Linked DNA regions of Ovis aries: regions 2 and 3 are each linked to region 1. A link is a contact called in public Hi-C data. All regions are on one chromosome and are shown on one strand. Each heading gives the region's core, a stretch centred on a gene start, on an enhancer-like site or on the middle of the called end of the contact. The rest is flanking DNA. Distances are from core to core; before and after follow the strand shown.

What was found. Hi-C and Micro-C count contacts between places; a contact is called where the count stands out from the background.
Region 2: a contact with region 1 is called in a Hi-C map of hypothalamus, with 4 times the contacts expected there. The contact joins two enhancer-like sites. A contact is called at or near these places in 12 of 16 Hi-C or Micro-C datasets (blood, hypothalamus, liver and 6 more).
Region 3: a Hi-C map of hypothalamus shows a contact between it and region 1, with 3 times the contacts expected there. The contact joins two enhancer-like sites. A contact is called at or near these places in 10 of 16 Hi-C or Micro-C datasets (blood, hypothalamus, liver and 5 more).

Annotation. Positions count from the first base shown.
Region 1 is chr19:57,747,053-57,749,752 of ARS-UI_Ramb_v3.0, forward strand. All of the region lies in intron 4 of SLC6A6 (solute carrier family 6 member 6), which reads right to left. Among named protein-coding and RNA genes, the nearest start is that of SLC6A6, 49 kb to the right of the region's middle. Within about 2 kb of position 1,334, at least 4 of the 54 cell types and tissues checked have an H3K27ac peak or open chromatin away from gene starts, as enhancers often do. A contact at or near this core is called in hypothalamus, where this site is marked.
Region 2 is chr19:57,905,063-57,907,841 of ARS-UI_Ramb_v3.0, forward strand. No RefSeq gene overlaps it. Among named protein-coding and RNA genes, the nearest start is that of LSM3, 58 kb to the right of the region's middle. Within about 2 kb of position 1,284, at least 6 of the 54 cell types and tissues checked have an H3K27ac peak or open chromatin away from gene starts, as enhancers often do. A contact at or near this core is called in hypothalamus, where this site is marked.
Region 3 is chr19:57,946,861-57,949,560 of ARS-UI_Ramb_v3.0, forward strand. No RefSeq gene overlaps it. Among named protein-coding and RNA genes, the nearest start is that of LSM3, 16 kb to the right of the region's middle. Within about 2 kb of position 1,406, at least 33 of the 54 cell types and tissues checked have an H3K27ac peak or open chromatin away from gene starts, as enhancers often do. A contact at or near this core is called in hypothalamus, where this site is marked.

The sequences.
Region 1 (2,700 bases), core at 84-2,583:
GTGCATCCTCCTCTGCCTAGCATCCAAGGCTCCACCCTTCTCCCTGGCTCCGCACGTCCTACGCGTGGGCCAAAGCAAGGACGTGCTGCCACTCGTGAGCTTTACGACCGCCACGCCTCAGCATGGCTGTTCCTTCTGTCTAGGCTGTCTTTCCCTCTTTTTCTGGCCTAGTGAACTCCTACTCATCCCCCAAAGCCCAGCTCACCTGGCCCCTCTGTTTGCTGACAGGGAAACGAGGCCAGAGAGAGGGAGTGATGTGCTGCCCCAGGCTAACCCTAACCCTCCCTGGCTGGGGCAAGCCTACAAGCACGGAAAAGCCAGGAGAGGCTTCCAAACTGAGAGATGACGTGTCTGGCTTCACAGCTGACTGCAGAGACGCACCTGTAACAGGGTGAGGTTGGGGGAGACGGGGGTCTTCCGGGGGTGGGGAGGACGGCCATCTGGTTATACTCTACACAGAGAGCTTAGGGGACCAGACAGGGGTGGGGTCTGAGGCTGAAGCTGAGAGGAGCTGAGGACGACTCCTAGATGTGTTCCCTCCATAAACGGCCTCCATGAAGAGGGGATGAAATGCCGAGAGCAAGTCCCTGGGACGATTCTCTCTGCTTCGCCCTCTTCACACCCAAGAGAAGGGGAGGCCTTTGAAGGCAGGCAGCCTCGGCCCCTCCGGTGGCAGGCAGGTCCTCTCGGCCAAGCCTCCTCCTCCAGGGACTACAGTCTTCCCCAGGGTATCCGTGGACATTCAGCCAGGGCCCATGGGAGGCTGCAAAGGCTGGTGGGGTGGGGAGGCCGGGTGGGCGGTGGGCAGTCTCTGGACGGAGCTGCTCTCTGTGGACCATGCGGGCCAGGGAAGGGAGCTGGGGTGCTCAGGATGGGGGTTCTGGAAGGCGGGAGCCCTGGAGTCCCCCAGCAGGGCCCAGGCTGGGGGACAGGCACGGGAGAAGGCACGGGAGAGGACCTCACGGATCACGAGGGCTCAGGCCTGAGACAGAGGGGACAGCCCCTCTGTGATGGGGGGGGGGTCACACGGGCATCAGGAAGGGGCCATTCTTAGTGCCCCCGAAGTTGAGCCTCAGGTGTCCCTGGGCAGGGGGCAGTTTCATCCACAACGGGGACACTAAGTAGACAGGGATGGTCATGCAGGGTCACATTCTGTTGGTGGGGGGTGGGGGGTGTCCTACCGCCCTGGGAGGGCAGGATTACGACCTCCCCAAGTACAGCTCAGGACGCTGAGGCTCAGAGAGGAAGAGGCACCAGCCCCAGCCAGCACTGGCAGAGCGGCGGCCCCCTCCCAGGCGGCCAACCTGCGCCCGAGGCAGTGAGGCCCTGGCGGGCACCAGAGGGGCTGGGTGGAGTGCCGGCATCCTGGGTGGGGCAGGCCCTGGGTGGTCAGGCTGTGCCAGGCACAGCAGAGAACGGACAGGGCCCTGGAACTCTGGCCCCATTCAAGTGAGAAGAAAGAAATGCCTGCATTTCTTTGTCTGCCAACTCAGCTGTCCAGGGATGGCGGGGGGTTGTGCCTGTAAAGGTCTTTGTCTGCAAGCGGAAAACACCTCTGAGGAAAGAACCCATTTGCAGGAGCCTCGGGAGGTGAGCACATCCTGAAGGCCTGAGGTCAGGAGGGAGACGTGGATTACCTGGGGGAGTGGCCGAGTGGCCCTTTCCAGCCTGAGTTCCGCCCCCCACCGGCCCTGATGATAGGCTGGGAACAGCCAGCGCTTAGCTCCCTCTTCTGTGGGCCAGTGCCGGGGCCAGATTCTAAGAGGGGGAGAGGCTCCTCGACGCAGCAAATCCACACACGAAGGAGAGGGAGTCTTGTCTGGCGGCGACAAGGCCGTCCCTTAACACCGTTCCCTGCCCTGGCTCTCACCCCACGCGGGGCCTTGCCTGCTCCTTCCAGGGTTGGAGGGGCTGCTGAGCACCCGTTTAACAGCTTGTGGAGAGCAGGGAAAGCAAGGCACTCATCCGTTTTTGATGGGCTCCCAGCACTGGGTTAGAAGGACGACCCTGTACGTCAGCGAAGAGCTACCCGACTGCAGGCCTCCGTGGTCCGCCCTCCCCAGGACTGGCCGTGTGTACGCATCTCACTGGCTATAGCGTGGGCAACTTCAAAACATGCCCGTAATTCTCCTTCCTCTCCTAACGAGACGGAGCCTATTCCCCCACCTCTTGCCTCTTGAGTCTCAGGCCTCTTTTCGGCCAACGGGACCTTAACAAAAATGGTACCAGCAAAAGCTGGAAAAGTGCTCTCACACTGGGGCTTTCCCGTGTGTTGTTTTGGGATGCTGAGCTGCCTCGGAACAAGCCCAGGCTAGCCTGCAGGGTGATGAGACTATAGAGACCAGCTGCCTATGGCACCCCAGCCAGGAGCCAGCCAGTCTCCAAAAGAGTGACCCCAATGCCATACAGCTGACCTAATGGGGGGAGCCCAGCAAAGCCCAGAAGAACTGCCCAGCCAAGCTTTGTCCCAACTGCCAAGTAGCAGGACCATGAGTCAAACAAATGGCTGCTCCAATTTGGGGATGGGTGTTACACAGCAAACGCTAACTGATACATATGTTTCACTCTATCTACTCACCTGCTCACTTGAGTAACTACTTCAAGCTTCCTATATGCCTTTTTTTTCCCCCACTCTGGGCAATAACAGGTTTGATGTGCTAACTATATATATTTTTTTCTAAAATACATTAAGAAAACTAT
Region 2 (2,779 bases), core at 34-2,533, 160 kb after region 1:
TCCAGGTACCTCATTTCCAGGTGAGAACAAAGAGCAAACTCGGGGCTCTAAGTAGGCAGGGATTTGAAGGACATCCAAAGACACTGGGCCCTCCAGACACTGTCCTCACCGACGGGCCACACTGCCTCAGATCCCACCATCAGCACCGCCCTGGAGACTGCAGCATTCTGCGGGAAGGACACGTGACTCGCCGCGGGAGGGGCGGGGGGGACACAGATTGCTCGTTTGCCTCTGAATATGAGACATGCTCAGTCGTGTCTGACTCCGTGACCCCATGGACTGTAGCCCGCCAGGCTCCTCTGGAGTGGGTTGCCACGCCCTCCTGCAGGGGATCTTCCTGAAGAAACCTGTTGGAAGCCCTGAGCGCCGCGGGGTACAGGGGGACTGAGGGACCAGGGAGGGTGAGGCTCAGGTGGGCTTCGAGCCTCCACGGCTGCCATTCAGCAGGCTCCCTGCACGTCCCCGAGGGTCCCTTTTGACTCTGCCATTTCCCGAGGCAGCCCCTTCACACAAGGGTCCTGGGCGTTCAGAATCCCCTAAGTCTAATCTCCCAGGATTCTCATGGACTCCAAGAATTCTAAGGATTCTTTATTAAATATTGTCTTTCCATGGTATTTTTGAAAATCACACAAAGATACTGTGGTTCAGAGATTCCAGTTCTAGGCTCCAAGGGTTTAAGACTCGTCCTCCAGGGTCTAAGCCTTTACACTCCGTCCTCGTAAGATTTTATGTGGCCAATGTCCTGTCTCATCTAGACTCATAGCTGGAACCTCGTAAATGCAGTGAAGTCAGTGACTTATTTGTATGCGACCCATACTGTGATTTTTCTTTAAACCTAAATAAAACTAAAATTCAAACCTTTTTCTTTTAATTTCACCTCATTCTAAATAATGATGGTTTCTGTGAAATCGTGGATTTGATGTACGAACTGCTACTTTTCTAAAAACATACCAAAGAAGCTTTGGTAATGTAGATCCTGGCACCCCCTCAAACCACCCCAGGCACCACCGGCAATTTGGATACCACATTTCAGAAGCCGCTGCGCAAAGTGCCAACCCCTCATTCCTGCAGGGAAGGAAGCGTGGAAACACCCACTTGCAAGCGGGCAGCAGATCGCTGCCCCCTAGGGCAATTCTGTGGGCACTGAGAACACGAGGTCCACCCATACAGGGGTCTCGGCGCAAGGCCGGGCAGTCCCGCTGCGGGTGGAGGTCAGAGCTGGGAGGTTGGGTGCCCTTCTGAGCTCTCAGCCCTGAGACTGGAGTCGGGGCTGGAGCCTCCCGGGAATGCTATGCAATCACGCCGTCTAGTGGCCAAAATGCAAGCCGCTGAGGAGAAGAGCCAGGAGGGGTCAGCTCCTTGACTTGAGAGAACTGAAGATGAGACACGGGGGCGGATAACGGAGACGCAGAGCAAGCTGGCCGCTGGTCAGATACTAAACGGGCAGGACAGAAACAACTTCAGTACCCATCCACGGAGCACTGGTTAAAACTCACCGTGCGGGCGCTGCCAAGGGTGCCATGAAGATGTGCTATGGATACGGAGGGATGCTCAGCAGAGAGGGGAAGGAGCCCCCATCAAAGCAGCCCCACGCAGCTTATGCAGACACGAGTGCAAACCCACCTCGGGTCCCTCCAGGAGAGAATGGCTGGTACATCTTCCCCATCCACACCGCGGCTTGAGCCAGAACCCAGCACTCACTCAGGCCTCTCCCCCACCTCTCCCCCGGCTCCAATTGCCTTGCTCCTCTCCATCTCCACGGCTACCACCTTGGGCAGAGCCAGCATCACCTCTGCCTTCACCTCAGCCAAGAGAGCGATGCCGAATGCCAGCCAGAGCACGCCGCCTCCCATAAAATCCCCCAGCAGGCTCCTGCCCCCCTCTGCCGGCCTGCTCTCAGAGCCCCGGCCCTCGCACTCCACCCCTACCTGCTGAGCTGCTGTCACTTCCTCCAGCCCCTGTGGCTTCGCATGTGCTGGTCCCCGGCCCTCAAACACGCCTGGCTCTGCCCCTCTCCCGTCTGAAACGTCACCTCAAAGTCCAGGCCTGGGCACAGTGTTCCCTCCCCAGAGGTAATGGAACTTCATCTTTGCATTTCCTGATTTATTTGGGGGGAGCAAGTGGTATTGTGCTATAATGAGAAGAAAGTCAAATTATAAACATTTTAAAACAAAGTCAAGTGTAATTACTGGCACACGCTGCATTTAAAGAAGGGAGAGGCCGGTGCGTCTGGAAGTCTGGGTTTCTAGGTAGGTGAGGATCAGAAGGATGGACACATTAATCATGGGAAAGAGCACAACATTCCAGAAAGGAAAACGTGGGAGCACAGATGTGGCACATTTAATTCTGGTAGCAAATCCTCTCTCCCTCTCAGGATTCACCCTTCCCACATTCTCCGTGTTCGCAGTGAGGCCGATTCGCAATACGGGCGTTATGAATCGGTCTGAGCCAATGAGAGCCTCTCCTGGGATTTTTGCCCTTTTTTGCCTCCTCTGTTGAAGAGGGTGTTGCCTTTCCACTGGAGCCAGACCTCCCTTGCCAGAGCAAAGGGAAAGCCTGAGAGTGAACCTGCGCAGGAGAAACCGGAGTGGAAGACAGAGGGGGTCACAGTCAGGAGGGCCGTGTCGGAGCGTCTGGATCCGGCCACACCTGAAGTCATTTCCCTCTCGAAGTCGCAGATCTGTGAACCAATAAATGTCCCCTCTTTTCAGGACTGGGCTAGTCTGCCATTTGTTCCCAACGCTTGTGAGCTCCAGGTTTCTGACTCCGCGCTAGCCTG
Region 3 (2,700 bases), core at 156-2,655, 200 kb after region 1:
GAAATGGATAAAGTTGGGCATAACTGCTCATTTTAACAAAAGGATTCCTTAGGTAAGGGATTTTGCACCAGTGTCCCTCTAGGGCGCTAAAACTAGGATTCACTTTGACACATAGCCTGGCGGAAACATGACCAGCTGGGAGAGAGAGGCTGACCAGAGGCCTTCCGTGATGTCACTTCCAACAGAGCGATAATAACTTTGCGATTTCGCTTATCTGCTCCGTCCCCTCCAGGCCGGAGGGGACAATGTGAGTGTGCTTGGATTGCACAGGATTCCTGGGACACCATCCACATTCTATTTTGATTCTGGCACTTGGTAACCTTTCTTCTAGGAAAGAGAACAACCAAAAAAGCCACCCGTTGGTGATATTCAGTTGTCCTGAGGAAGCAAGGGCAGCAAGGCCACCCAGGGCAGACTGAGCAGAGGCAGGCGTGGCCCCGGGTCATTTTAACAACACTCCGGGCCTGATGTTTGATGGTGGCCTGCAACCAGCTCTGCCAACCTGCCATGGAGATGACCTGTCCTCTCCTTGTTATTTGAGCCCTAGGTTTTTCCTGGGCAAGAGCTGACAGTGACGTCATCACCTCGTGATGCTGTTGGGTGACCTTGTTCAAAGAGCTAGTTCCACCCGTTTCCCCTGGATCCTAAAGTTGTATGAGAGAAACACCGCCTTGAAGCAAGGAGGGAGGGGGGTCGAAACTCTGCACAGGGGAAGCCCCCTGCCCTTCATCTGACTTCCAAATCCGCATCGATTCACTTTTATCCAACCCACTTGCTAGCAGTCCTCAGCCTGGGAAAGTCTTAAAGGAAAAACCACGGCAGATGTCAATGTGATGATTACTTTTTAAATACTGTTATAATAGAGTCAGCCAGGTAGAAACTATGACCTCATAAAGAAGAGCTCTGATCCTTATTACAAGACAGAGGAGTGTTCACAAGTGGTCTTTTGTACTCTGGAGGAATACAGAGGCCTGACAGTCAGGAGTCAGGGAGCACATGGCATGGAACCACTGGTTTAATTAGGAAAACAAGAGATACTCTGAACTCCACTGCACGCCGGCCCTAAGCCAGATCCTGCGCGAACGTCACTGAAGGCTCAGCCTCCTGAGCGCAGCTACCACCCTCAGGTCAGGGAGGAGCAAACTGAGGCTCAGAGGCTGGGCCACTAAGCAGTCGTGCTGGCAAACAAACACAAGGCCTCTGGGCTCCAAATCTCTCCTCTTCGTGGAGCACACACTGCTGGCTTGCAAATACCATCACCAGGAGTTTTTTCAAGAACTCCAAGCCGAGGCTCTGCCAATCAGTAACAGAATGACCGCAGGCCTTCCGGCAACACACAGAGCTTAAGCTGAAAGGACAGTGCACAGCTGAAGGCCCTGAGGCCGCGAGGTGAAAACATCCCCTCAACGGTGGCAGCCTCCTGACTCAAATCCCGACGAGGGCGCTCCACCGCCCGCCAACTACAGGCGCGCACAGGACAGTGCTGACCCGAGGCATCTTGTCTGGGATGTGGCCGGGCCGGCGATGGGTCTCGTTTTAACTCAGCAGTATGTGGGCACGCAGGGCGTTTCACCCGACGACTTGCTCCCTGGGGCCTGAACAGCTCGCGATTTTCTTTCCTTCTTTGCTCCTGGTAGCGACAGATACTGTTAGGCTGGAGCTCCGCACGCTGTCCGGGTTTAAGGAAATAAATGGGCGGCAGAAAGGCACGGAGCGCAGCGCCACCTGCTGCCGCCAGCGGACGCGGCCGTGGGGCGAGCCCGGGGCCGGAAGCCGGGCGGAGCGCGAGCCCGGGTGCGGCCCTCCTCGGCCCTCCCTGCAGGCGAGGCGCTGAGGCCGGAAGCGGGACGCGCAGGCCCTTTCGCCGGAACTCGCCCGACGCGGACGCGAGAGCTGGTTGCAGACGCTGCTCCTCGCAGCCGACCCCCCCAGGGGAGACCCCCGCCCTCTGAGGCGGGTGGGCGCTCTGCGGGGGCAGCGCCGGGGGCACAGCGCCGGGGCCTGCCTCACCCGCGGGTGTGCGATGCCCGCGGTGCCCCGGATCCCCGTGCAGTCACGGACTGGGGCCGCGCACGCGCCGGTCTTGCACGTTGGTCGCTCCCCTGCCCTCACCAGGCCACGCGGGGAAAGCCGGGCTTACGGAGCACCGAAACCACGCTGAGCCAGGATGCGCGGGCAGCCACCGACAAACACGTGCTGGGCACCCGAGAAAGGGGAGAGGAAAGGAGGCAGGGAGGAAAAAGTCTGCGTGCGACCAGGAGGGGCCGAGCAGACTCCACGTCACTAACGCCAGGGCCCGTGTGCGGCCTCGCTCCTCCAGTCACTGGCCTCCCTGCAGACCCCTGACCGGGCGAAAACGGCTCCCGCCTCGGAGCTCCCAGGGGCCTGGACTCACGCCCCTTGCCCCTTGCTGCTGCTCAGAGGACAGCTCAGACCGGACCCGCTTCCGCCACCATCGGCTCAGCCCCGCACCCCGCCCGCCGCGTCCTGCACAGCACCGGCGCTGGGCAGTTTGTGGTCAGTGCCCCACTGACAGAGCCTGGCACCGAGAGCTCGTTTGAGAATAAATTTTAATTGAGTTAAATTTTTTCACATTCATGGTCCTCGTGAAACCTATCTGGGGAGGAAAAAAAAAAGTGGGGATAGTTGGAATACAGTGAGTGAGTGACCTGAGCAAACTGAATGGGCCTCCCAGGACTG